2 separate regions of the Danio rerio genome follow, and region 1 is linked to region 2. Evidence: chromatin contacts called from public Hi-C data. All regions are on one chromosome and are shown on one strand. Each heading gives the region's core, a stretch centred on a gene start, on an enhancer-like site or on the middle of the called end of the contact. The rest is flanking DNA. Distances are from core to core; before and after follow the strand shown.

Evidence for each region. Hi-C and Micro-C count contacts between places; a contact is called where the count stands out from the background.
Region 1: a Hi-C map of skeletal muscle shows a contact between it and region 2, with 6 times the contacts expected there. The contact joins the enhancer-like site here to the promoter of rgcc in region 2. A contact is called at or near these places in 9 of 18 Hi-C or Micro-C datasets (caudal fin, embryo, fibroblasts and 3 more) and 2 of 4 datasets of contacts at active chromatin or transcription factors (caudal fin and embryo).

What each region holds. Positions count from the first base shown.
Region 1 is chr9:19,266,786-19,272,729 of GRCz12tu, reverse strand. All of the region lies in intron 37 of vwa8 (von Willebrand factor A domain containing 8), which reads left to right. Among named protein-coding and RNA genes, the nearest start is that of vwa8, 150 kb to the left of the region's middle. Within about 2 kb of position 2,404, at least 8 of the 62 cell types and tissues checked have an H3K27ac peak or open chromatin away from gene starts, as enhancers often do. A contact at or near this core is called in skeletal muscle, where this site is marked.
Region 2 is chr9:19,057,396-19,063,231 of GRCz12tu, reverse strand. It overlaps rgcc (regulator of cell cycle), which reads right to left and starts at 3,935. Exons shown (of 5, transcript NM_001002190.2): 1 at 3,799-3,935; 2 at 3,212-3,385. The coding sequence starts at 3,832.

The DNA of each region.
Region 1 (5,944 bases), core at 1,155-3,654, 210 kb before region 2:
GCTGTTGCTACCAGTGTCCATCAAGATGGTACTTTGACAGTTTTAAAAATTGTAGGTCTATTTTTTACCACATGATGGCAGACTCATACTATATATGTTTTAGCATCCTGTTTATTTTTTTATGGCGGTTCTGAAACGGCTAATAAGATTTTTGGCATTGTGAAATAAACAATTAAGGAGATAATAGCTTTATATCCAGCAAATATCACGTTTTATGTAACTATAGCTTTGTGCAGATATATAACTTCTATCAATTCTTGGCAGATTTTGCTTCTATTTTGAGTATTGCATAACTACAAGATCAGTTGTCTGCAGTTTTACTGACAGTGATCATACACACACTACATGCTTAGGAATAAAAGCATGTAAAGTAAAAACAAAATATGTATTATATAGCAGTCATTTGGATTTTTCAGAGCTTGCTTTTCTTGCTTGGAAAAACATGTTAATATTGCTGAGTATTTTCAGTGGGAGTTTCCTCAGGGCATGGCTCCAATATTCCACTGTGTGAAACACAGATAATCTTTATTGTGGAGTAAATACTCTACAGCCAGTCAGAGAAAATAATCACATTTATCTCTCATTCAAGGCAGTGCTGAGTAGTAGTTTGGATTACATAATTTGGATTACATAATTGGATTTGAAAAATCCTGAACTTGTAATTATATATTATAAGGATATTATATATGTAATTATATATGATTCTCACAACATGATTATTTATGATTCTTACAACAGCAATAAAGTATAGATGATTTATTGAATAATACTTTGTTTCTTTTCTTTCTCTCTCTCTCTCTTTGTAACTGTGAATTCTGTAACTGTAAAATCATATTTCAAATGTCGAAGAATTTGGTCATGTATCATCATTGATGCCTTGCTGGGATCTCCGTTAATTCCCAAGGTAATCCCAAATATCAGAAAATCCCCTCTGACAGCTCAACAATTGTTAATTAAAATAGAAAAGAAAGAATATTTCAGTAATTTTGCATTCAGATTTTTGCAGTTCTCTGATTTCTTTAAATATATATATATATATATATATATATATATATATATATATATATATATATATATATATATATATATATATATATATATTAGCCTTCAAATGTTTAAATAATATTACATTTCTTTGATTTAATTAATTAGCCTTTTATTTGCATACAAGCTGACTACCATTCTTACTAATCCCAGAGTAATGAATGCATGTTTGATGTTGAAGTCAAATTAATAGTATATATTTACTTTTAATTCTTGCATTTAAAAATAAATAGAAATTAATTTGAAAATGCGATTTTTATTATGTCAGAATCAGACTTTTTGCCTATTCTTTGTACAACATTTTGAAAAATCTGCAGAATTATGCAAAATGATTTTGAGAGTATACTGTATGAGTTCAAATAATTACAAATACAATCTTCAGAATTAGCTTTAATTTAAAGTTTACAAAGCACATCCAATTAAATTTAAAAAGTCATGTGATTTTGTTTAAACAGATTATGTGAGAACAGAAATAGACATGACATTAATGGACAAACCAGCAGATCAGGCACATTGCACCACATCTGAAATGTTGTTTTGGTCATTCTTAAATCCCTTAGCAAAAGTTTGTCATCAAAGTGGTTCCATTTTATTGTGCTCCTAAAGACTGGTCTCAAGCCTCCAAAAGCCACCACACATTCATTGCCTTTTTGTCTTCGTCTTTTCCTACCACAGGTATTTGGCGCTCAGGAAGTGACGATTTTGTTCTCTGTGACTCATTGTATGGAAACGGTACTTTATTTTTAAAATATTTTTTGCGATATTCCTCTTTTACCCATAATTTTAATTTGCATCTTTTGATTGAAACAAAAATATAGAATGAGAGAGAGGCTTTCGGAACACATTGTTTTTAATTTTCCAGAATTCTGCACGTAAAATCGAGCTAAAGGCTTTCAAAGACAAGGAAGTTGTCAGTTGATGCGCCTGAATTCACATGCTTCTCTAGTATACAGTTTGTGAGGCACATAGTATATCCGTTCACTTGTTGGCATTAAAAAAATGTTAATATGTAAACCTTTTAACAAACAGTCCCTGTATGTGGCCTGTAGTGTGTCTTTCTAAGTGTTCAAACACTTCCTGTTCTTCTATACAGGTACACAAAGAGCCTCTTGACCATTGGATCATTCTGCACCTTTCTGGCTCTCTTTGAGCCTCCTTATTTTAGAATCAAATATTTGCCCAAATGGTCAGGTTGTTGACCTTTCAGTGCAGCTTTCTGAATAGCATGTGTGAGTTTGTTCAGTTGAATATCACTCATGTGAGAGTGTTCTGTGGTCGCCCCACTGAAGGAGAGAGAGATACAGTTTGCAAATAGAAAAAAAGCATATTTTATTCCTAGCACTGTAAGATGAAGGTTTATCACGAAGCTCAAGACAGTGTTATCATACTGTTGCTCTGGGTTTTTCCTTAACGGCCACAGAGCAAAGTCTTGGATCCGCCCTTCACGTACAAACAAACATGTTTTCTTCATTACACCAATGTGCAAATGTGATACTTTATGTCCTGCACACCCTTCACCCATCTTTTCTTGGTATTGTTTTCTAGTGTTCTAGTGTAGTGAAAAGTTTAATGATGATTTTGTGCATTGACTACGTTTGCATGGACTTCCGTAATCAAATTATTTGCCTTAATCTGAATAAGACAATAATATGATTAAGCTGTTTACTTTTTGAATGTTCCTTTCATGATCCTATGTTAAATGTTACAGCACATAATACGAATAACATCATTGCGTCACCGCGCTATCCACGTCTTTAACTGCAGTTTGGCACTTTCACTTACATTCAGGAACATTTCATGCATGCCTTCATGACAAACGAGATATCGGATGCCAGTATAAACTGCTGAAAAGTGTTGTTTTAATGGAATTTTAAACCACATGCTGTATGGGGAAAAAAACTCTCCATTTCACGGTGTGTGTTTGTGGTCCTTCACTGATTCAGTAGGTGCAGAGAATAGTGTCAAAACAGCTGCGTGTGTATAGAGACTATCTTGTCACAAAATGCGGTAAAATTTCCTACACTACAGTAATAGTTTGATACTGCACTTCAATAATGCGACTAAAATCGGCATACTCCACGTCTTAATCCGATTTCTGTTTAGTTCAATTATGACCTTAATCTGATTAAATTCATCCAAAAGTGCTGTTTACATGCTTTACCTAAAGGCAAGGTTGCTTAAATTACAAACATACGCTATTTCTTGTATGTTGAATGTTCGCTGTTAATGTCAGAATAAACAGTTGTGATAGTTGCTACAAGGCTTAAGCCCAATTTATTCTTCTGCGTCAAGTGATTGGCATACCCCGTGGTTTATCCCCTGCATGTAGCCGATGTCATTTTTAGCATTTATACTTATTGTTTTGCAATAATAGGTAAAACAAGTAAGCATTAGGTTTCTATGTTTTGTGTTGAGTTTCAGTTTTTTTATTTACATCTGTAATGCATGCACTGCTACTGAAATTGTTGAACATTCACCAACTTTAATCATAAAATAAACACAAAACAAAAATATCCATCAGGAGCTCCTCTGTGGGACTTGAGACACTCAATCCACTGGTCTTGCTCCATTCCCATGGCCTCCAACATGCAAAATGCCCCAAAATTTAAAAAATGCTTTGGCCTTGTTTTTTAGTTTGACACACCAATTTAAAAACTGCCCAACCAATGAGATTGCCCATTTTGTTCATGTGCCTTGAGCTGCTTAATTTAGTGTAAAACATGACTAACTGTAGTAGCACACAAGCACAAAACTGAATTTTCTTTCATGCCTTTATTCTCGCAAACTATTAATCTGATGTCTGGGTGAGTTTAAACAGTGGAAAGTTGTGATAAAATGTGGCCTAATGGTTAGAGTATTGGAGTTGTGATCCAAAGGTTGCAGGTTTGAGTTCCGGCACTGGCAGGGTGTGAGTCAGTAGTGTGCTGACACTCACTAGTGTGAGTTGCTTTGGATAAAAGCATTTGCTGAATGCTTAAATGTCAATGTGATTAAGCTTTATCTTATGTCAGGGAGTGTTTTTGCATGTTCACTTAGCTCACATCTAAAAATCGCTTGGGCGTGAATGTCTAGAAACGCTGGTGGTAAGCGCTAGTGATATCGCAGTGGTCACGTTATGTTGAGAACATTTTTTATCCACTTTGGGGTGCTGTTGAGTGTTAATTTGGCCACAACTTTCTAACTTTCTCTGGGCCCTATCATACACCCGGCGCAATGTGGCGCAAGGCGCGGCGCAATAGTCTTTTGCTAGTTTCAGCTTGGCGCAAGAGTCATTTTGAGGCGTTGCGCTACGCTGTTTAAATAGCAAATGCATTAGCGCTCATATGTGCGCCCATAGGCATTCTGGTGTAAAAAGGAAGGCGTTCTAAGGCGCACTGTTGGGGCGTTGCTATTTTGAGAAACTAAAATAGATTTTTCATTTGACCAAAACAAACCCGGTCTAAACTCCGGTGCAGAGTTGCTCCTCGCTTACACACTGCTTAATACACACAAGAGAGCAATGAGCAAATATCTTTACATCTGAAAAAATTTAAATATTACAGATATATATATATAAGATATAATAAGAATAGATATAGGATATAAATATAAAGGATTAAAATATTACAAAACATATTATTTTCTAGCCTACATAAATATGAAAAACCACTGCTTTTATGTCTTCTTCATCTCGGAAGGCTTTTTCAGTTCATTTATAACAATTTGCCTTTTGTATAATGTTATTATTATTAGCAGTATTATTTATTATATCCATATTTATATTTGTTTTATTAAAAACAAGCTTAGATTTGCCCACCTGTCAGGTTTTAGACCATAAGGGGCACATCATGTGTTTTAGGAAATAACTCAGGTTTTCGAGCACACTTCGTTATTATGGTTCATTTATTCGTTTGCTGGAAATTAGAACTGAATTTAGAAATAGTTTTGAAACGAGTATTTGCGCTTAACAAACACAATTAATTATTTATAGACTAATTGATGTCTGTGCATAAAGGTTTCCCTATCCTAGAGTGAAAGTGAAAGTGATCCATTATCTCTCATTCTCACACAGTAGATGCTCTGTTTAACAGTTTTCTGTTAAAAAAAACTGTTAACTGTTAACTGTTTGCTAGTGAAATGCTCAGTTTTTCCACTTCGACTTCCTGTAAATAGCGAATGCGCTTATGGCATGACGCACCTGACTCTTAAAGGGAATGGGAGATAAGACTCTAATTGGTTTATTCTCAAAACACACCTATAACTCATTAACAAAACAAACTCAACCCTTTTAGACCATGCGCCATGGCGCAAAGCAGGTTTTCCCGTCCTTAAATTAGCAAAAATGCGTTCTGACATGCCCTGAAAGCGTTTGCGCCCTGCGCTTTGCGCTCTGCGCATGGACCGTCAAAATAGAGCCCTCTGTGTTTTAGCAAATAGAATGATTTTTGGTGACGAATCTTATTTTGAAGCATATTTTAATGCAAATATAATTGTAAAAAAAAAAACTCTGGCGAATTTACTCTCTCTCTTTTATGGTTATGACTGTTTTTGACTTTCAATTTGACTCCATTGACTTCCTTTATAATGACAATTTTAATTGCAAAGCCATGACATGATATAATTATGGATTGTTGGTGGTTTATCTGTTTGGAAGACCTACAATCAGTTGCAGTGCAAAATATCTTAGTTTATGTTTTTGATATAGAGTAGAGAGAGAGAGAGAGAGAGAGAGAGAGTGTGTGTGTGTGTGTGTGTGTGTGTGTGTGTGTGTGTGTGTGTGTGTGTGTGTGTGTGTGTGTGTGTGTGTGTGTGTGTGTGTGTGTGTGTGTTACTGAGAATTTAAAAGAGATCTTTGCATGCTTACCTTTATACATCTGAGAAAATCCAAATAAGAAACTCAGCTCAGAATGTTTTTCCTCCC
Region 2 (5,836 bases), core at 2,686-5,185:
ACCTTTGTATTCAACAGAAAAAAGAAACAAGTTCGAAACAAGTGGATAAGTAAATTGTGATAGAATTCTCAGTTTTGGGTGACCTATGCCTTTAAACTTTTGTTTATTGTAGATGCTATTGTAGTTATGGCTATAATTATCATTCTTGGCCTTTAAGAAACTAAAAATCGAAAACGAAAAAGTTGTGTGACATATACTATAAAATTATGTAAGGCAAAGATTATAAACTCATTAAACTCATCTGCATTGAATAATATTGTACTTGCAGTAAGTGTACACATTCCTAACCTAACCTTGAACATAAATCCTCTGAAATTCAAAGTGGGAAAAAAACTCTACAGAATACTCTTTGTGGCACCTCTTAACATCCGATGTAAAACCAGTGGAGCGACACCGCTCTCTACCACACAGGGCTGCCAAACATGTGCACTGACCCATAACCGGAGGGGGTGGGGGGTGTCGGGAGGGGTTAATCTGTACTAGCGGAGCAGGTTGAGTTTGTAATCAATGCATGCTCCTCTAATAACAGCTTCTCTCTCACGAGCACACTTTCAAAGCGGTTTCAACCGTGACCCACCCTCGAGCAGGTTAATTTAAAGCTAAAGATCTGACCTGCTACTCACTCTCCATCTTAAAACAAACTTTGTTTACACATTCTTTGCCCTCAATGCAGTTAAAGGCAGAGCAGGCATGCTATTACACGGAAGCTCAACTTTGCCCACCGCCTCAGTGATTAGAGTCCCCCCGCCTGCAGGCTTCAGCACATCAGCTGGGGAAACGTGTGAGCAGAAATGAACAACAGAGGTCTTCTCACTTGACACCGCAACATCTACATCAGCGAGAACTGCCTGTGCAAACTTACAATATGGTCAATTAAAAGTGGTTGTAAAACATAGTGCACTGAGATTTACCTCATCCAAAAGTTTTCATTTAGTTAGTGAACACAAAAGAAGATATTTTGAGAAATGCTGATTTCTGGGAATTCAATAGTATTTTCCCCCACTTTTATTTTATCTATTATGAAAGTCAATGGATCCCAGCAACCAACATTCCTCAAAATATATTATTTTGCATTCAACTGAAGAAAGACAACTCATGACGGAGATGAAATAATGAGGTAATTTAAATTTTGTGGCTGTCCTATAGCTTTAATTGTACCGAATGTGCACTTGCAGTGTGTTTTAATCCTTAAATGGGTGTTTAAAATGTAACATTAATATTCATGGGGGTGCGCTTTAAGAGTGTTTCATATTAAACATGTTATATAAGTATCTAAATAAATGACACACTTTTCCCTGGAAATAACCTTGAAGTATATTTTAGTTAACCATTAATCCTTGCCAGTTCCTTCAGCAGTACATTTAACTAAAGCTCATAGATAACTACACTGTAAAACCCAACAGTCAAATTTATCAAATGAAATTAGTGTAAACCTCAAAATTTACTGAAAGTTAATTTTACTTATTTGAAAAGAGTTGTGTTGAAGGTAGTGAGTTCATTAAATACCTCATTACTTCAACTTAAATGGAGTAAGTTCACACTACTCATGTAAATTAGTTTTTTTTAACTCAAATGGTTTGTAGCAATCTGTTTCCTCAAACGGTTTGAGTTGACTTAACTTAGTGGGTTTTACAGGACTCAGTTGGTTTGAGTTCTATTTATTTATTGGGTTTTACTGTTCTCAAATTGCTTTGTTTACTCAAAGGCACTCATTAGAATTCATTTTTGAACTTAAATGGTTTGTTGCAATTGGTTTCCTCAAACCATTTGAGATTGCTACAAACCATTTTAGTTAAAAAAAATAACCTAGATGATTACTGTGAACTTACTTCGTTTAAGTTGAAGTAATGGGGTATTTAATTAACTCATTACTTTCAACACAACTCTTTTCAAATAAGTAGAATTAACTTTCAGAAAGTTTTGAGTTAACTACACTCATTTCATTTGATAAAGTTGACTGTTGGGTTTTACAGTGCATGTGAAATCCTGAAGCAGAAGCACTTGTGACCACTGATCAAGATCAATGGCACATGTGCCTAATAAAAGCATCACTGAATTGATTGAAACCAACATGCATCACTAATCCAGTGATTGTAAAAAGGATGCTTTTTTATCCAAACCCAGTGTGTAACATTCCCTGTTTGTTCCAGAAGGAAAAGGGTGGGGTAAAGTAAACACTGTATAGCTGCTAAACCAAATAAACACAAGAATACTTCTAGAACAAACTTGCTCTCAAACTATTCTTTTTTTTTTTCTTTTTTTTTTTTGCATATTCATCATTCTTGATGTCTTCAAATTCCTGCATCTTTAGATTCTGGATATATTCTCTCAGTACTTCCACACACAAAGAGGTTCAAATATGATTTCAGGCTTTAAAAAAGGGCAGTGTTTAACTTGAAACCGATAGCCTAAAGTCTCCACAAAAGTAAGGCTCTTGTTCTTTGTGGCTGGAGTTTTAGATCTTCATGCTGCGCTCAGATCCAGTCTGTCTCTGGGTGTTTGGCAGAGCCTGACTGAACTCTCATCTGCTCCACACTGGGACAATCTCCAATTTTAGGATTGACAGTATAAACATGAACTAGTACCCCCTAACAGCTATTACAAGGCAAACTAATGACAGAATATCTGCCAGGACAATGAATAGACCAATATTTGCTGACTGACCCCACATGAAAAAATACTATACTGTTTTTGAACCATACTTTAGTTAAGTACTTGATTTAACCTTGGTAAATGGTAATACAACAACTATAGTAATATAAACAAATTATCTGTAATTTTCTACAACTATGTGGTATGTTACACTACAATATACCACAGATTACTGTAGTAGAAGCTGAGCTTATCGGTTAACTACAGTAAACTAGGCATAGTTCATAAAAAAATGGTTTCAAAAACACCAGTATTTACAATAAATCATTATTGTATTTTTAATTATAACAAATAATCATTAAAAACTAAATATAATAAGTCTTTAAGTTTCAAGGTCTTTCAAAAGACATTTAACGAAACGTGTCCTTTGTTCTTGTGTGTGTGGGCTCAGATTATCTTAGATAGATAAGATTATGCACTGTAACTCCTGAGGCTGCAGAGCTTAAAGTCTTGACGCGAAGACAATGACCTCAAGACACGAGCACGTGCACTTCTATCAGCCATTCTGCAAAAATAGCTAACACAGACTCTACTTTTGTCTGCATAATTAATTACTTACTCTCAGAGTCGCTGATGCCGCTGTCACTGACGCTCGCGCTGCTCCGTCTCTTCATAGTTTTCAAATGCTCGTCGTATCTGAAGTGTCTCTTCTCCACGGGGGACGTGAAATCCTCAATGACAGCGTCGAATTCACACAATACGGCGTTGAGGTCGTCATCATCCTCGAGAAATGCTGGATAATACACGCAAAAGTTGTTATAGTCGAGGAAAAAATCATAATTTAAGGGATAGTTCACTCAAATATGAACTCACAATGAACACACCTTGAAGTGTTAATCTATAAACTTTTATGAGTTGCGTTTTTTTTATTGAAAAAAAGATGAATTCCTGTAAGCATCGACTACAAAACAATCAAATACAATGGAAGTAAATAGTTACAGGTTTTCAGCATTCTTCAAAATATATTGTTTGGTGTTCAACAGGAGAACGAAACTAATAGAGGTTTAAAACAAGTAGAGTGAGTAAATGTTGAAAGAATTTTACATTTTTGATAAACTACCTCTTAAGATTATATCACACCTACCTATATAATTTAATAGGCTATACATCCTAACAGTAGGCTAATACGTACTTTTAAATACTTACATTTGCTCTGTGACTTCATCTTTGGAGACTTCATTTCTATACTCCGTTAGTGTCCAATTAGGAAATATCCGATATAATATAAAACTCCTTCTGCTTTTCCTTGTTAAATTCACACCGTGTCCGTGTCTGAGCTCTTTAGCGCACACACTGCGGTGTGTGGGGTTGTTTTAAATATTACCCGGCTCCGGGAGGAGGCGGTGACTGACGGAGGCGTGTCGGACGTGGGGAAACGCCACCGCCAATGAGGCGCTCACGCCCGTTTTAGCCCTCCGGGTGGGTTTCACGGACTGGCGTCATTCCCCCCCTGAAGTATGTGTTTGTAAACAGCTACGATGACACATGCACATGAGTGCTGCTTTATTTTTAAACATAACTCTATCCTTGTTTATCTTGCGTTCATTTTGTGATGACAATTATTTTACCAGCAATAGGCTAATAATGTTACTTACAGTAAAGGTGCTAAGTGTAATGCAATATGGTAGCCTATATAAAAAGTCGCATTACAACACAAAAAGACCCCCGTCATGTCCACATAAATGAATGTGTCCGCATATTTGTTAAAAGTATATAGGCAACTAGATTAAAAAATTATACTTTGTTTCATGATGAATGAAATGTTAAGAGAGAATTTGACAGGAAGAATCAGTAAACTCAAAAGCACATAAATATTAAAAGACGTTACATAAAAAAATAAATAAAATAAAATAATATATATATATATATATATATATATATATATATATATATATATATATATATATATATATATATATATATATATATATATATATATATATATATATATATATAAGCCAGTAAGTTACTTTAGATTAAAGGAAATTGTTAACAGAAACAAGAAAACAAAATATATATAAAAACAATCTTATGCAACCTAACTTTTTTTTAACATATCTTTTTTTTTTTTTTTTTTTTTTGTTATGTGTTACATTCAAAGTATCCCATTTCTGTGTCTAGTCTCATGTTGTCTTGCCTGTTATTGTCATTCATAAAACTGATGATCTGATCTAACTTTAGTTTTTGCAGACATCTGGTGGTGACTCTATGTATGCGCAGTCATTAAATTTGGTTCAGTTCTGGTACAGATTTTTTTTATTGACCATGTGGGTTCACATGCACAAGCCATTTCAGAAGTTTGTTGTTGGACCTGCATAACAGCTAGACAGATCAGCACTTTAGGAGTTCAGAAATCGTTTACCAGACTGAACAACACACAAGTACTTATTCATACAACTTCAACCACAAGCAATTTCACAATAGGCCAGACGGTTCTATTCACTGGCCTAAGTGCCTGTGGTTGAAATCCAAATCCTGCTTGTTGTTATGTTTAGTGGGGGGTGTGGGATTTATCGCTTTAGAAAGAGTTCTTCACACCTTCGTCTCTGGAGTTAACAGGTAGACACATGGTAAAACAAGAGATGTGTTTGCAGCTGCACTTGCCTGCTGACTTTATAGTTTATGTGAACAGGGAAGGTGTCAAAGACGACACATACCGTGTGAGAGGCTGAAAAATGTTCAGTTCACAAAATAAAAAGTTTACAGGGATATAATGAATGTTGTTAGTAGAAAAAAGACAAAAGATGGTGTTTAAACACCATTTTTTATTTTAAAGGGTATAAGATATTAAAGGGTAAGATATTATTTACTCAATATTTATTTACCCTCAAGTGGTTTTAAAAATGTATGAGATTTCTTTATTCTGTTGAACACAAAAGAAGATATTTTGAAGAATGCTGAAAATCTGTAACCACTGACTACTACAGTAGAAAAAGTAAGTGGTTCATTCATTCATTTTCTTGTCGGCTTGGGCCCTTTATTAATCTGGGGTCGCCACAGTGGAATGAACCGCCAACTTATTCAGAATAGGTTTTAATTTTTTTAAATCTATGTTCTTTTGTGTTCAACAGAATAATAAATGTTTAGATCAAGTAAAGGGGCAAATGTAAGTAAATGTTGACCGAATTTAAATTTTTGGTTGAACTATCCCTTTACGTTTTAAAGACAGCAATTAATAATGTAC